2 separate regions of the Mus musculus genome follow, and region 1 is linked to region 2. The links are chromatin contacts, called in public HiChIP or PLAC-seq maps. All regions are on one chromosome and are shown on one strand. Each heading gives the region's core, a stretch centred on a gene start, on an enhancer-like site or on the middle of the called end of the contact. The rest is flanking DNA. Distances are from core to core; before and after follow the strand shown. Region 1 holds the start of Vax1 (ventral anterior homeobox 1). Region 2 overlaps Hspa12a (heat shock protein 12A).

Evidence for each region. HiChIP or PLAC-seq counts read pairs in DNA pulled down with a chosen protein or histone mark.
Region 1: a contact with region 2 is called in an H3K27ac HiChIP or PLAC-seq map of microglia, with 6 times the contacts expected there. The contact joins the promoter of Vax1 here to the enhancer-like site in region 2. A contact is called at or near these places in 4 of 39 promoter capture datasets (HPC-7-derived erythroid cells, cranial neural crest, liver and 1 more) and 6 of 115 datasets of contacts at active chromatin or transcription factors (embryonic forebrain, embryonic hindbrain, embryonic midbrain and 2 more).

Annotation. Positions count from the first base shown.
Region 1 is chr19:59,165,203-59,172,090 of GRCm38.p6, forward strand. It overlaps Vax1 (ventral anterior homeobox 1), which reads right to left and starts at 5,195. Exons shown (of 3, transcript NM_009501.3): 1 at 4,587-5,195; 2 at 3,269-3,456; 3 at 1-1,572. The coding sequence starts at 4,827. The coding sequence ends at 985. It overlaps 4930442E04Rik (RIKEN cDNA 4930442E04 gene), which reads left to right and starts at 6,579. Exons shown (of 2, transcript NR_167767.1): 1 at 6,579-6,888.
Region 2 is chr19:58,820,052-58,826,629 of GRCm38.p6, forward strand. It overlaps Hspa12a (heat shock protein 12A), which reads right to left. Exons shown (of 12, transcript NM_175199.3): 4 at 5,200-5,386; 5 at 2,013-2,117; 6 at 949-1,065. Among named protein-coding and RNA genes, the nearest start is that of Gm41877, 29 kb to the left of the region's middle. Within about 2 kb of position 2,705, at least 41 of the 459 cell types and tissues checked have an H3K27ac peak or open chromatin away from gene starts, as enhancers often do. A contact at or near this core is called in microglia, where this site is marked.

The DNA of each region.
Region 1 (6,888 bases), core at 3,945-6,444, 350 kb after region 2:
AGCCCCTGTGACAGGAGACTGACACCAGCCACCGAGCTCTCTCCTGCGAGGAGCAGGAAGCTGTGGGCCACCGCCCAGAACAGTCCCAGAAAAGATTCTCAACCTTCTGTCATTGGCTTTTCTTCTCCTCTTTAAATTCCTACCTAAAGTCACAACACCCGAGAGATTTTAATTTCGCACGTCCCGTAGTGCGTTCTCTAGCCCGATTTCCGTACATCTTGCAAACTCAACTATTTATGAATATTTAAAAACAGGTAAAACTTCATCTGGTTTTATGTAAAAATTACTCTTGCTTTATTGCTGTTAGATCAAATTTATAACCACCTTTGCCTAACAGGATGTTTGCTTGATCGTTTCTGGGGGTCGGAGAGCCTGCGATAATCTTCCTAAAGGGAATAAAACCCATCAGCTCTGTTCTAGACAGGAGCTGAGTATGCACCAATTATCCTGAGAGGTCTAAAAATCGGGGCCAGGAATTCTCCCAAAGCCCTGGTTTCTCTGACAAGAGGGCATAGGCCCTTCTGTTTGGGTCTTAAAAACCAAGAAGCCTTTCCGGTCCCTGGCGCCCTACAAACATAGTTCCTCTTGCGAATATTCATAGAAGCACTGTGTAGTGCTCCTATCCAGAACAGGTGTCAGGACCTGGACTTAGGCTCAGTCTGTTCCTTCCCTGGCTAGCAGGGTGGGGGTTGGCTAATTCGGGTATTTCTCCCCAATTCTTTGGATCATTCCTGGATTCAGAAAGAAGCCGGGTTGGAGGGAGGGAGGAAAAGTAGAGAGAGCAAAACAGCCCGAGTAAGTTGAAACCAGTAGCCTGCACGGGGTGGGTGGGGTGCGGGGTGGGGTGGGGTGAGGGTGGGGGCGTCAGAAGCCTAGTGGGGGCCAGGAAGGCCAGCGCAGGAGCACTGGGCGCCTAACGCAGGCGAGTTCATAAATACCACCACAAGAGATGTTATAAATATAAATACAGGGTAACACTTAAAATCAGTCCAGCGCTTTTTTCTCGGCCCCTTCTTTATTGTTGGTCCGGGAGTAAGGCTCGAAGGCCGAGGAGCTCAGGTAACGGGCTGAGAGTTCTTGCAAATTCCCGGCTAGCGAACCAGCCATCGTCAACGGGGCGGAGGACAGGCGGCTGGCGACAGAGCCTAGCAGCGACGGCACCGGCAGGCTGAAGAGACCGTGGCTGGCAGTCGGTGCTCCCGCGTGCAGTCCTCCCGGCCCTGCAGGCCCTGGGCCGGGAGCGCCGCCCACGGCCGGCTGGTGCTGGGACGCCGCGCCTGCGGGACCCGGGGCAGTGGCGGCGGCGGCAGCGGCGGCGGCAGCGGCGGAGCCCGCGGCAGCGCCTGCACCCAGGGCCGGGAGGCTGGGCCCGCGCAACGCCGAGCCTAGAGCGCCAGTGGCACAGGGCGGCAGCAAGGCGGGCAGCCCGGGAGGCGACAACAGGCGGCCTTGCTCCAAGAGCCGCAGCACGCTGCACGTGGCGGCGGTCTCCGACACCACCGAGCGCAGCTCCGAGTCCTTGCCCTGGTCCTTCTTCTGCTTAGTCCGCCGATTCTGGAACCAGACCTTCACCTGCGCGCAGAGAGGCAGGAGTAAAAGTGGGAGAGAGCAACAGGAAAAAAGCAGGGTCAAAAGCTGCAGGGTTTGGGGGGGCGGGAGGGCGTGTGAGACCCTCCCCCAACCTCAGCCCTCGCCGCAGCCCCACCCCGCAGCAGAGGGTCTCAGCTCCTAAGCAGCTAACGGCTAGCGAGCAACAGCCACCACGAGGGGGACACCACTCCACTGGACTACGCTTCCGGGTCATGCAAGCAGGCCCAGGCCAGCGCGGGTTACAAAAGCAAAGTAGTAAAAATGTCCACGCCACTAGGGAAGAAAGATAGAGGTATTTCAGTGTGCTGCTGCGGTACTCATGGAACAGTTTTGGGTTCACAAACTGGAGAATCAGCACAGGCTGAGAGCTTAAGGCCAGAGCAAAGCTGTGCAGAAAGCTGAAGTGGCTGGGGATCAGTGTCTCAGGCTAGATCCAGATCTAGACTAGTGAGTTCAAATTTAGCACTAGAAAATCTACTTGCGCCTCTTAGAGGCTCTGAGGAACTGCTCCCTGCTTGTTAGGCAAAAGACAGCTGCAGACAGACAAGGTCGGGGTGGAAAGCAGACATTTGTGCAGCTTTCTCCACCACCTTTCTTTACTAGCTGGTTTGAAGGGTCTAAACGTTCCTTTTCATTTAGCCCACCCTCTGCAATCCACTGGAAACTTTGGAATCATGGGAGGAAGATAGGAGGCTGGGGGAGACCAAATAAATTCCACCCCCTCCCTTCTGCTTCTTCTGGCCTAGAACGGAGGGTAGTCGCTGTATGGAAAACCCATCCTATTTAGGCTTTGAAAGCTAAACGGGGGTTAACACAATTAAAAAAAAAAAGGTTATGATGCCAACTTAAACTCAGATTTCCCCATCTGTTCTGCCCTCAGTTCTCAGTATTCCCTCCAGATTTTAGGCCTAAAATGCTCTCCACCTGCTTCAGGGCTGGGCATAGGAAAACAAACTAGAAAGAGAACTGACCAACCCCTCAACAGTCCGGAAGGGACAAAATCTCCCTCTAATGCTCTGGGCCCTTAGCTCACAGGGTCAGCTCCAAAGCAGCATGGGACTTTATGGTAAGGAGAGGACCTAAAATGCAAAAGACACAATATACACGGTGGGCACCCAAGTCACCAGATTTGCTGCCCATCTGACTGACACGCCCTGTCATTGGCACAGGCCTCTTAGGATCCCAGAGTGGTGGTCCGGCTGGCTGTTTAAGGGGTGGGGGCCGCTAGCTTTGCACAGGCAGGTTTCTGAGAATTGGCACCGCTTTCTAATTCCTGCAGAATTGATCTAGGTGCTGAGTAAAGCTAAAAGCCCCAAAATGGGGTGTTACTGGGAATATAGCCAAGATGGTATGTATCCAAATGGGGGAAAACAGCCTTTTAAAAATCAGAAGCCATCCAAAAATTCCTAAGAGTCAAAAAGAATTCCAGAAGGACAGAATATGGGGTCCCTAGGCCAAGTCAAGGTATGCAGAAATTAGACTGGCAGATTTGTGAACGAGGAGAAGACAGTTTAATAAAGAGGAGGGAGCCTTAAGACCTTCGTCCCCATTCGTTCCGTTTCCTCCACGTCCCTGGGAGGTTTGGTCCAAAGCTAGGTAGATTGTGAGGAAAGGCAAGCTGTCATCCTGGAGAGGGGAAGAGGAAGCCTGGTGGTGTGAGCACCTGGCAGCTAGGTACCTGGGTCTCAGAGAGATTGAGCTGCCGAGCCAGCTCGGTTCTCTCCCGGCCCACCACGTATTGGCAACGCTGGAACTCCATCTCCAGCCTGTAGAGCTGCTCCGCGGTGAAGGACGTGCGAGTCCTCTTGGGCCGGTCCAGATCCAAGCCTTTGGGCAGGATGATTTCTCGGATAGACCCCTTGGCATCTAGGAAAGGGTAGACGTCAGCCACCAGAACCTCCGCCCCCGGTTTTCTCTGCCTCCTTGATCAGAGCTAGCTAGGGACAAATCTCCGGTAGGCTGCTGCCAGTGTATGGGGTGGCCGCAATCATAAAGCTGAGATTCTCTGAGTGTATGGAGGCCAAGGGGGCTAACTTCATACTATTAACTGGGAGAGTAACCAGACTGTCTCTGAAGAGTTCTCCCAGACACCGGAGGAGGAAACAAACAAACAATAAAAAACAAGAACAAAAACAAAAACAACAACAACAACAAAAAACAAACCTGAATTCCAAATAGGTAAATGCTCCTTCCGGCCTAGGGGGCCTCTGGTGTGTGATCCGAGTCCCCAGTAGCCCAAAGGGGCTCTTACTGGTAACCCCACCTCCCAGTATGGTCCCAGATTGCAGGGCAGCCTGCACTCCTGTGGTCCCCACCCTTACCCCGGGTCTCCGGCCCGCTTCAGTCCAGACAGCAGAAGGAGGAGGGACTGAATGTCGGCTTGCGGGGCCTGGCTAACAGCTAGCGGGGGCGGCGCCGGCTGAAGCTGGGCCTCAGCGCCACCAGTGCCCGGGAGGAGCGCACACCGCTCCTTGAGCGAGGACGAGCGAAGCAAAGAGGCGGCATTCGCAGACCTGCGACGCAGGTCGGCGATCTCTCTAGGCCACTGCAGCCAGGCCAGGAGCGCAGCGCCAGGGCCCTCAGCCCTACCAGCTAACTGGCTGGCTCTGGCCAGCGGCGGGAGGCTACGGGTCCTAGCCCACTGCTCCATCGGGTGCGCTCTGCCCTCCATGGCACACACGCCTGCAGGCCGGAGGACGCGCGCACGTTCCCCTGGAGGAGCTGGGTCCGAGCCCCAGCTTGGTGGCCGGTCCACAGTCACGGTCTGGATTCCTTCCCGCAACCGTGCTGCGGGGCCCCTCCGGACTGCTAGGGCCCAGAAAGAGCGCTTTGAGAGGAGCCCCAGGCACAGGTCCCCGCGACCGACCGGACCCAAGAAAGAAAAGGGCCAACAACAACTTTCTCCCAAGTCCTCGCCAGCCCTAAGCAGCGACGCGAAGCTGCGGCAGGGGAATTACCCCGAAAAGAACGCGTTCCAAAGCCCTGCCCATCCCTACCTCGGACTAGGATCCGGCGACAGTAATCTGGGTCCGCTGAGGAATTGGATTTACTTTTGTTACAATCTTCCGAAGCGCCAGACCCGGAAAAGGCGCCCTGCGGCTCCTTGAGGAAGGCGGCCGGAAGGCTCCCCTCGGCGCCCTTGATCTCCCGGCTCTCCTTGTGCGCGTTCTTCGAGACCCTGGCGGCCTCGGTGTCCGAGTGGCACCGGACGTCCATTTTGTCTGGTTTCCCGAACATAGGCAAAAAGAAAGAAAGAAAGAAAACAACAACAAAAACAAAAAAACACAGAAAAGAAGGAGGGTGGGAAAAGAAGAAGCAAAAGGGGACAAAACCCCTACAACGCAGCACCTAAGCTCGGTCGCCCGCCAGAATGAATGTCCCCGCGGGGTGGCTTCGGCGGCCGCGGAGGGTCAGCGCAGACAGGAGAGTGGCGCGCTGGTAGAGAGGCGGCGGGTCTTGTCCAGGATCCCGGTGGCGAGGCCGCCTCGTCAGCGCCCGCGTCCTTTGAGCACGTCCAGTGTCCCCAGCCTGGCGATCAGGTAGCGAACAGCGCAACTCCGAAACGCTGCGGCTCCGCCTGTTACTGAGACGGCCGAGTTGTGGTTGTCCGACACCCGGGGGGGACGCACACTCGCTGTTGCAATTGATTACGGGTAATTTCGCAGCCCCCACGTTTCAGTTACCTCACGAATACACTAAATTGTTTGGATAATATATCAGATCGTAATGGATGGTTTCTGTCCTTGTCCCCAATCAAGTAGGGGTTTAGCCAGTGAATAAACGGAAATGATTGGTCTTGCTTTCGGGAAACACAATCAAAGACCCACACTTCCAGAAAAACTTTTGACAAGATTCATCCTGAATTGCTAACACCATTAGCAGGCATTATTAACTTTCTCTTTGCCTTTGACCGTCCTGCTCACATACTGGCTAAAGGGGGGTTCCTCTAGACTCTCCAGATAGAGCCAGATGGGGGGGGGTTACCCCCTCAGTCCCTGTAGCTATAGAAAGCAGTTGCCTCTGGGTGGGGAAAGAAGGGGGGAGGAGAAAAGTTTCCCCCTAAAGTCTCTCCCCCACACTCCAAAAAAGCCAAGCTTTCTCCCCAAGCGACTCCTTAACACACCTCGACGTTGACAGCCATCTTAAACTGCCGCCCCTCTTCCTGTAGCCCCAGTTGGATTTTTTTCATGCCTGCACCTCCAGCGGCCCTGAGGCAGCCCATTCAAAGGGCAGCTTTGTACTCAGAGTGGGGGGGGGGGGGTAGAGGGAGGGAGGAATACGAGAGAGAGAGAGAGAGAGAGAGAGAGAGAGAGAGAGAGAGCAAAAAATCTCAACTGTGAGATCTGCTTCAAAAAAAAAGTTTCCCCCTAGCTATTTCATTGTCTTGCTACAATGTCTTTGAGAAAAGCAACAGCCAGTAATCCAATAACAGCATTGATTAGGCCACAATGATTCAATTCAAGCGCATGGCCTTGTGCAAGGAGCTTGCTCCAGCCCTTCTCGTCACCTTGCCGGGGCAGAAGCCCTCTCCACGCCGCTCTCCCCATTCATTCCTTTATGGGAAATGCGGAGCAAAAGGAGTGAAAGATGGCAATTATCTAATTGGACTATTAACAAACAGTCCTCTGAGTGCGGCGGTCTGGCGTGGCTCCTGGGCGGGGGAAGGGCCGTGTTCCCGGCCCTCATTCACAAAGAGTGCAGGGGCCGCGGAGGAAAGGGGGTTTTTAAAAGGGAGTGGGGGGGGGGAGGCGAGGAGAGGTGGGAGGTTTGGCTGAGAATTTTTCCACACAATTCCAAGAATGGGGCGGAGGCGGGCGGGGGAGGGGCGGGGGTCTGGGCGAGAGGGTGGGAGGCACAAAGTGAGTGGGGAGGACAGCGAGTGTGTGTGGCGGCCTCCGAGGGGCTCTGCGCCCGCCCCACAGTCCGGCTGTCACCTCCCGGCCACCACCGCGGTCCCTCGAGACTGCTGAACGTGGAGGGGGTGGGCCGAGCCGGGTAACAACGCTCCTCTCCAAGCCACCTCCGGCCGGTCTCTTAGGAGCAATCGCGTTTGGTCTGTTCCCAAGGTTTCTGTGGCACTCAGGCAGACCTTGGGGAGTTGACTTTATATGATTGGGGATACTTGGGGTGATTATGTTGAGTGATGTTCACTGAGCGGGGAGTATCCCGGGGACAGATTGAGAGCCCAAAGATATAGATCTCTGCGGGAGCTGTCCTCAGGCGGGACGCCTCTGTGAGACCCGGCCCGCAAGTGCCTAGAACTTCTACCCCACAGGAACGCAAGGAAGCGGAAAGAAG
Region 2 (6,578 bases), core at 1,455-3,954:
AACATCTACGGCATGGGTGAACTCTTGATAGCTGGTCACCAATCTTGGGAGAGAGAGTCTTGGCTCTGAGGGTGACAGGTTCACCATGGAGCTGCCCTAGTGTGGGAGCCTGACAGCACTCGGTATGTTAGCCCTTACCCTTCTCGGAGAGTCCACATGCTTCTAGATGGCCCTGACGGGCAAGTAAGCAGAGGGCGGTCCAGTTCCCAGAGGCAGGTGGCCACTGTCAGCCTCCTGGCCAAGCTGAATCCTTGCCTCTACTCCCTTCTTATATAAATGTTCTTGCTTCCAAGGCTTTTCCTGAAGTTTTTCATGATCTTTCATATCTACAGGAAATGTCTCTGAGCCACAGCTTGAAATCCAGTCCCCAAAATTTACAGTGGAACCATGACCCAGACACATGAATCCAGAGGGAGGGATGAGAGAGAGAGGATGGGGGAGAGAGGATGGGGGAGAGGGAGACAGAGAGGGAGGGGAGAGGGAGAGAGGAAGGGAAGAGAGGGAGAGAGAGGAAGGGTGAGAGAGGGAAAGGGTGAGGGAGAGGGAGACAGAGAGGGAGGGGAGAAGAAGAGAGAGGGAAAGAGGGGGTAGAGGGGAAGAGGTAGAGAGGGAGAGAGAGAGAGAGGAGGAGGAGGAGGAGGAGGAGGAGGAGAGGAGAGTAGAGGGGGAGGGGAGGGGAGAGGGTGGAAGAGGGAGGAAGAAGGGGGAGAGGAGAGGGGAGAGGTGGGAGGGAGGAGAGTGGGGAAAAGGGGGGAGAGGAAGGGAGCCTGTTAGGCTGACCCAGGAAGCTGAGGCACAAGAAGACCCTTTACCCATGTCTCTTCCCATATTCCTTAGGAAGCTAGTGGATGCTGGGAGATATCTGAGCACAGTCACAGTTGCCACTGTGGGAATCTCAGCTCCTTCTCCTCTGCCCCCCCCCCCCACCACCATCCCAACGTCCCTCACCTGGTAGGCAGCTTCTCTCATGAACTGCTTGGCTGGTTGCTTCCAGATGGCAGGCACTGTGATGACCCATCTGACGTCAGAGTTCTCAAAGTCCGACCCTGCCTGGTCACTCAGTTCCTAATGCCGAGAAGAATAAGTGTAGAAGGTGAAGAGATGCTGCTGGCCCCCGGGACACCCCCCGGGACACCCCTCCTGTGGCTTTGCTGAGCAGTCAGTCCTTTACCAGGAACTCCAGAGGAGCCTGTGCCTACATCCCACACAGCAGTGTGGAGGCAGGGCGCCCCTGGGCTCTTCTCAATTATTTCATATGCACCCTATAAGGGAAGGGACTGATGACTCTGTGGATTTACCTATTATGAGCATTTCATACAAAGGGAAATAATTATATAATGAGGCTTTTATGTATTGTTTCTTTTATTTCGTATGATGTTCGAAAGGTTTATCTGACCGTGATATGCATCTGTATTTCATGTCTTTTTATGGCTGAGTAACATTCGGTTATCAATCATCTGACGGACATTTGACTTGTCTCCGCTTTTTAGTTTTTATAAATAACACTGCTATGAATTTTTCAATGTGAATAGTTTTATGTGCGTGTGATTTCATTTCCCTAGGAGTGGAATTGCTGGGTCATGTCTCTGTGTTTGTCTTTTTTAGGAACTGCCAAATCTGTTCCAAGATGCTGAACCGTTTCACCTTCCCACCAGCGTTGCCTAAGAACACATTCAGGAGCTGGAGAGATGACTGGGTAGTTGAAGAGCACTGACTGCTCTTCCAGAGGTCCTGAGTTCAAATCCCAGCAACCACATGGTGGCTCACAACCATCTGTAATGGGATCCGAAGCCCTCTTCTTGTGTGTCTGAAAATGGCTACAGTGTACTCATAAATAGAATAAATAATAAACCTTTAAAAAAAAAATTTAAAAAACATCAACAAAGGAACATACTCGACTGTTGTAACCTCAGAGCCCACATGCTCTCCCCGTAGGCTGCACCTCTGCCTCCCGGGCAGGTGCAGCAACCCAAGGTTGGCCTAACGTAAGGCTGACTGCCCCTAGGCTTTACCTTCAGAGCCTGCTCCTTGAAGTACTGCAGGGCGTAAGCGAAGATCTCGAGGGCTTTGACCTTCTTGCCATTTGCTGCTGTTAAGTCTGTGTCCATGGTGAGGTCCTACAGGGAGAAAGATGTGACCTTGGTTAAGAGGAACCATGCCTTTGGTTTGGGATGGCTGTTTGGAGACCAGAGGAATCCTGCTTCCCTATGTTGAAAGAGGCAGAGACAATGGCGTACCTCCTTACCCCTGCAAGGGACCAGGCAGTAATGTCTCCTTACTCTGTTAAAGCTCTGGGGGTTCTCCCCAGGCCCCACCTTCACTGTGTCCTCCTTCCTTCCCTCTCCTTCTCCCCTTCTTGGCTCCTCAGGAGCAGGAGCCTCTGGCCCATAGCAAGTCCTGGGTATGGAGAGCAGGTGCCAAGTCCGGTGCAGTTCACATGCAACGTCCAGACATGGGTCACCCTTGGGAGCTCTGTGACAGCTTGATTCATGCCACTTCACTGCCAAGCGGGACGCTAACACACAGCAACCTCTCCTTCCCCGGCGAGCTGCCAGCCAAGTCACTAAAATAGAAGAGTTCCTATTTTAAGGCCGGTTCTGTCTAATCTGCTGAAAGCCAGGCAGGCATTGCTGCCTCTCTGGCTCTGCCAGAAGCCAAGGCAGCTACCGTACACGGTCCTCTGACAGGGGATACGGTGCAGAGGCCAGATGGTGGGTGGAAAGAGGTCATAAAAAAAAATCATGAGCAGGGTCCCCGGAGGCAGTGGGGGGAGGGATGGGTGGGTGTGGAAGGAAGCCTCTGGACTAACCCACTTTTCAGTGGGAGGAACAAATTAATCAGATTGATGTAGGCTAGATAGCCAGGCTTTGCCACTGTTTTGAGGCGGGGCCACGAGTTACTGATGGGTCTGTGTGGGGCCTTGGGTTATATCCTAAACCATCTGCTCATGTTCACTGCTCCCGGCCAGCGCCCCATTCTCCTGGTGCCCAGCTTCTAGATTCTCAGGCTCGGGGAGGCAGCAGAGTCCCGAGAAGCTACAGTTCTCCCCGTGCCTCCATTGCCCAATTCTGACAGTCAGCACTGCCTCCCATCTGAAAAAAAAAATGTGCGAGACCTTTTCATCCAGGAGAAATGCAACCTCACGTAAGCCTTGAGCCCTGGAGGGCGAGGTGCCAGTGGGGGTTTTCCTGCCTCCCCTTTGCTGTCTCCTCAAACGCCAATGGAAGCTACCATTCGACTACAACTTTCCTTCCTCTGGGGACATCATGCATGTATATCACTTCGATCCTTATACTCCCTGTGAACATAATCTTGTAACTGTCTCCATTTTAAAAAGGAGTGTGAGCTGGCCCTGGTGGTGTGGGCACACAAGTGTTGGCCCAATCCTTTGCCTGGGCAGTGATGGAGAGCTGGCCCTGGTGGCGTGGGCATGGGAGAGCAGGCAAGCTGACCAACTCAGCTACCACCCAGGTCCTGATCCAGGCCTTTGAGCTGGCTCACCCCAACATCTACCCAATCTCTGAACTGCTGGAGCATGTGAAGGGGCTGGTACTACAGATCCAAAGCTGCAGGGTCTCCATGACACAGGACAACAGGATATCCAAGAGGAGTCCCCGTGAGAATCCAAGATTGATGTGTAGCAGAAACCAGAGGCCTCAAATCAGACCAATGACTCACTGCAATGAACATCTGCAAGTAAAGTTGTTTGAGCAGAAGAGTGTACTGTTTGACAGACTGTGACATACCACAGTTTCCATGGCCAGATGGGTTTTTTTTTTGGGGGGGGGGATGGGGGAGGAGGCTACAGGATGGGAAGCAGATATGGAATGACCTGGAAATGAATGGGATTTGGTGTTCATGATGTAAAAAATCACAGAGTCAATTGAAAGTAGGCAAATAAATAGAATTTTGAAACGGAAGCACAGCGAGGTCTAGCAAGGTCATGTGGCTTGGACTAAGTGTCTTAGAGGAGTCAGGGGCGGCACTGAGACCCATGGCATGTGGCCAGAGCCTATGGTCTTCATCCAGTTTCCACCTTTCCCATGAAGCTTTGGGAAGGGGGTGCCTGTTTGACCTGGGCCACTCACAGAACACTGGCTTGCTCAGAGTTTTAGAAGTGAAGCTGATGGTCTGTCATTCAGCCCTCTAATAACTACCACACCCACTTAACTTCTTTCTTCACACACACAGAGGGTGGCCTGTCTGTTAGTACTGGTTTGCAGAGGAATTTTAATCCAGCAACATGGCTGCTCTGACAAGGGGGTCATATCCAAAGACTTTCTAGGTCTGTGTGATCTGTCTGGAATGACACAGCTTTAATCCCTATGGCTGGAATATAGACATGCCCTTAGGACACACCTTTCATCCCAAATAATGAAGGTAAAGTTAGTTTGTAGAAGAAAGCAGCCTGGTTTGAAAGTGACGTCTAGTTGAGAGGCAGACAAAGTGACAAATCAGAGATAGATTTGACAGAATGAGTCAGAGATGGAATATGTCCAACTCTCACAAGAACAGATAAGAAAGAGAGGCAGCTTTAGAAGGCAGTGCAGAGAGAGAGAGAGAGAGAGGGAGAGGGAGTGGGAGAGAGAGAAATTTTACAGAGACAGGTTCAGGTTGCAGGTGAGCAATTCAGTCAAAAGCTAAGAGAATGCTTGGAGAAGCATTTGGGCCAGGAACAGGCTGAATTGAACCAGCCAACCAGAGTTCAGAAAGAGTTAGAAAGTGTGAGCTTATTCAGCAGTAAGAATCTGAAACAATTACATCTGGCGAATAAAAGATGTTTTTACACTGGTAATTATTTCCAAACCGATCAGTTAATAAATAGCCTCAGCCCTGACCCACCTCCCCTACTTGGGTCTTCAGCCACGAGTTGGTCTCAGTGGGTAGAGGGGCCTCTGATCTTTCAACAGCCCCTTGGGCAGCAAGAGGGCAGCACCTTGCACCCATGTCACAGCTGGGATGCTCTCTGGCCTGTCAATTTCCTAAACAAAACAAACAACTAAATACTCCCAACAACTCCTCCCCACACCCAACAGCAGGATGCACTGTGAGCCCACAAATAGATGTGAGGAGCCTTCCAGGCTATTCCAAGACCTAGTTAGATGGCCATTAACCTCTTTTTAGGAGAAACCCAGGGAATCAAGTGGAAGACTCCCTACACTGCAGTCCCTTGCTCCCCCTCTAAAGAGACCAACTCACCCCTGTGGTGTGGAGTTTCATCTTGAACTTCTCCAAGTACAGCCATTGCTTGGCCTCACTGGGGTCCAGGTCATGGTAGAAGTCCCTGGCAGCGTACCCAAAGCTGTGGAACTTCCTCTCTGGTGTCAGCAAGATGGTGGTCGGGGTCTTCTGGTTGGAAACACCAGGGTCACCTCCTTCCCATCTCCTGTCACCAAGGAAAAGCAGAAGTTACAGGTCTTTGAAAACCCCCAGTCTAGTCAGCACAGTGGAGCAGAGTATCTACTGTTTACATCTGTCATTGATGTGAGAGCTCAGACTCACTCTGTATCAATTGACTAACATCTAGACACGCCTCAGTTAGAAGGAGAAGGGGCAAGAACCAGGTTCTTACTCAAGACAAGTTTTGCATTCACTTTTTACTCAAGTGTTTGCTGAGCAGCTATATGCTGGTGACACATGGGTACAGTGCTTATCGTATTTCAACCTTCCAATAAGCCTGGTAGGCCATATACTGTTTTATTTTTCATTTTCAAGCACTCAGCAGCTGATATAAGTACATAACCAGCTGGATTCCTCTTCTAAATAAGACCTTTTTGGACAAATACAGCAAGACATGCCTGACCGGATAAAAAGAGGGAGCCCAGGGACATGATCTGAGGGTCCAGGGAAAGCAGAAGCAACAGCTGGTGGGGCCCAGGAGAGATCTCAGAAGAAAGGTCACTTCAGGCTGCTTTAGGTGAGCTGGCCCAGGTGGTTAAGTGATGGCTTTGGTCAGGCAAAGCCTAGAAGATGTGCACACAAGAAGATATGCTGTGCACACAAGAAGAGTGAGGGATGGGCTGGGACAGCAGTGGAACCGGGCTGGAAAGATCTGTGAATAACGGGAACAGGTACAAGTCTAACAACAGATCAGGGACGCTGCTGTTGAGCCCAAAGGCAGGTAGGTGCAGAGGTCATGCCTCGCCTGGGGCAGAGCTGAGAGAGACTCAGGAAGAGAGAGGAGAAAGCCAAAAAGACCAGAGAGGGCCGAGGCAGCCAATGGCTATGGTAATGAGGAGCACAGAGGACCCAGGAAGGGGGAGCTCAGATAGCCATTTGGGGTGCTGGGGAGGAGGCAGCTACAGGTAGGGAGCATCCAGAAGAAAGAACGCATGCATGGAAAAGAAGGAGGGGCCCCAGACAGCTTCCATAGCCCAGTGACAGCCATGGTGACAAGATGGGGATCTCCTGAGGAGGAGACACAGGGCCAGAGGAGGAAACCCGTGGGCAGACACAGACATGCAGGGGGGCAGGGCTGGGGTTGGCTCAACCCTAGGGTGGGAAGGGCAGGTTGCTCATGGTTCCTTTCCCCTCTCTCCGGGCTCCTGCCCTCCAGAAGCCAGGGCTGCCAGGAGCCT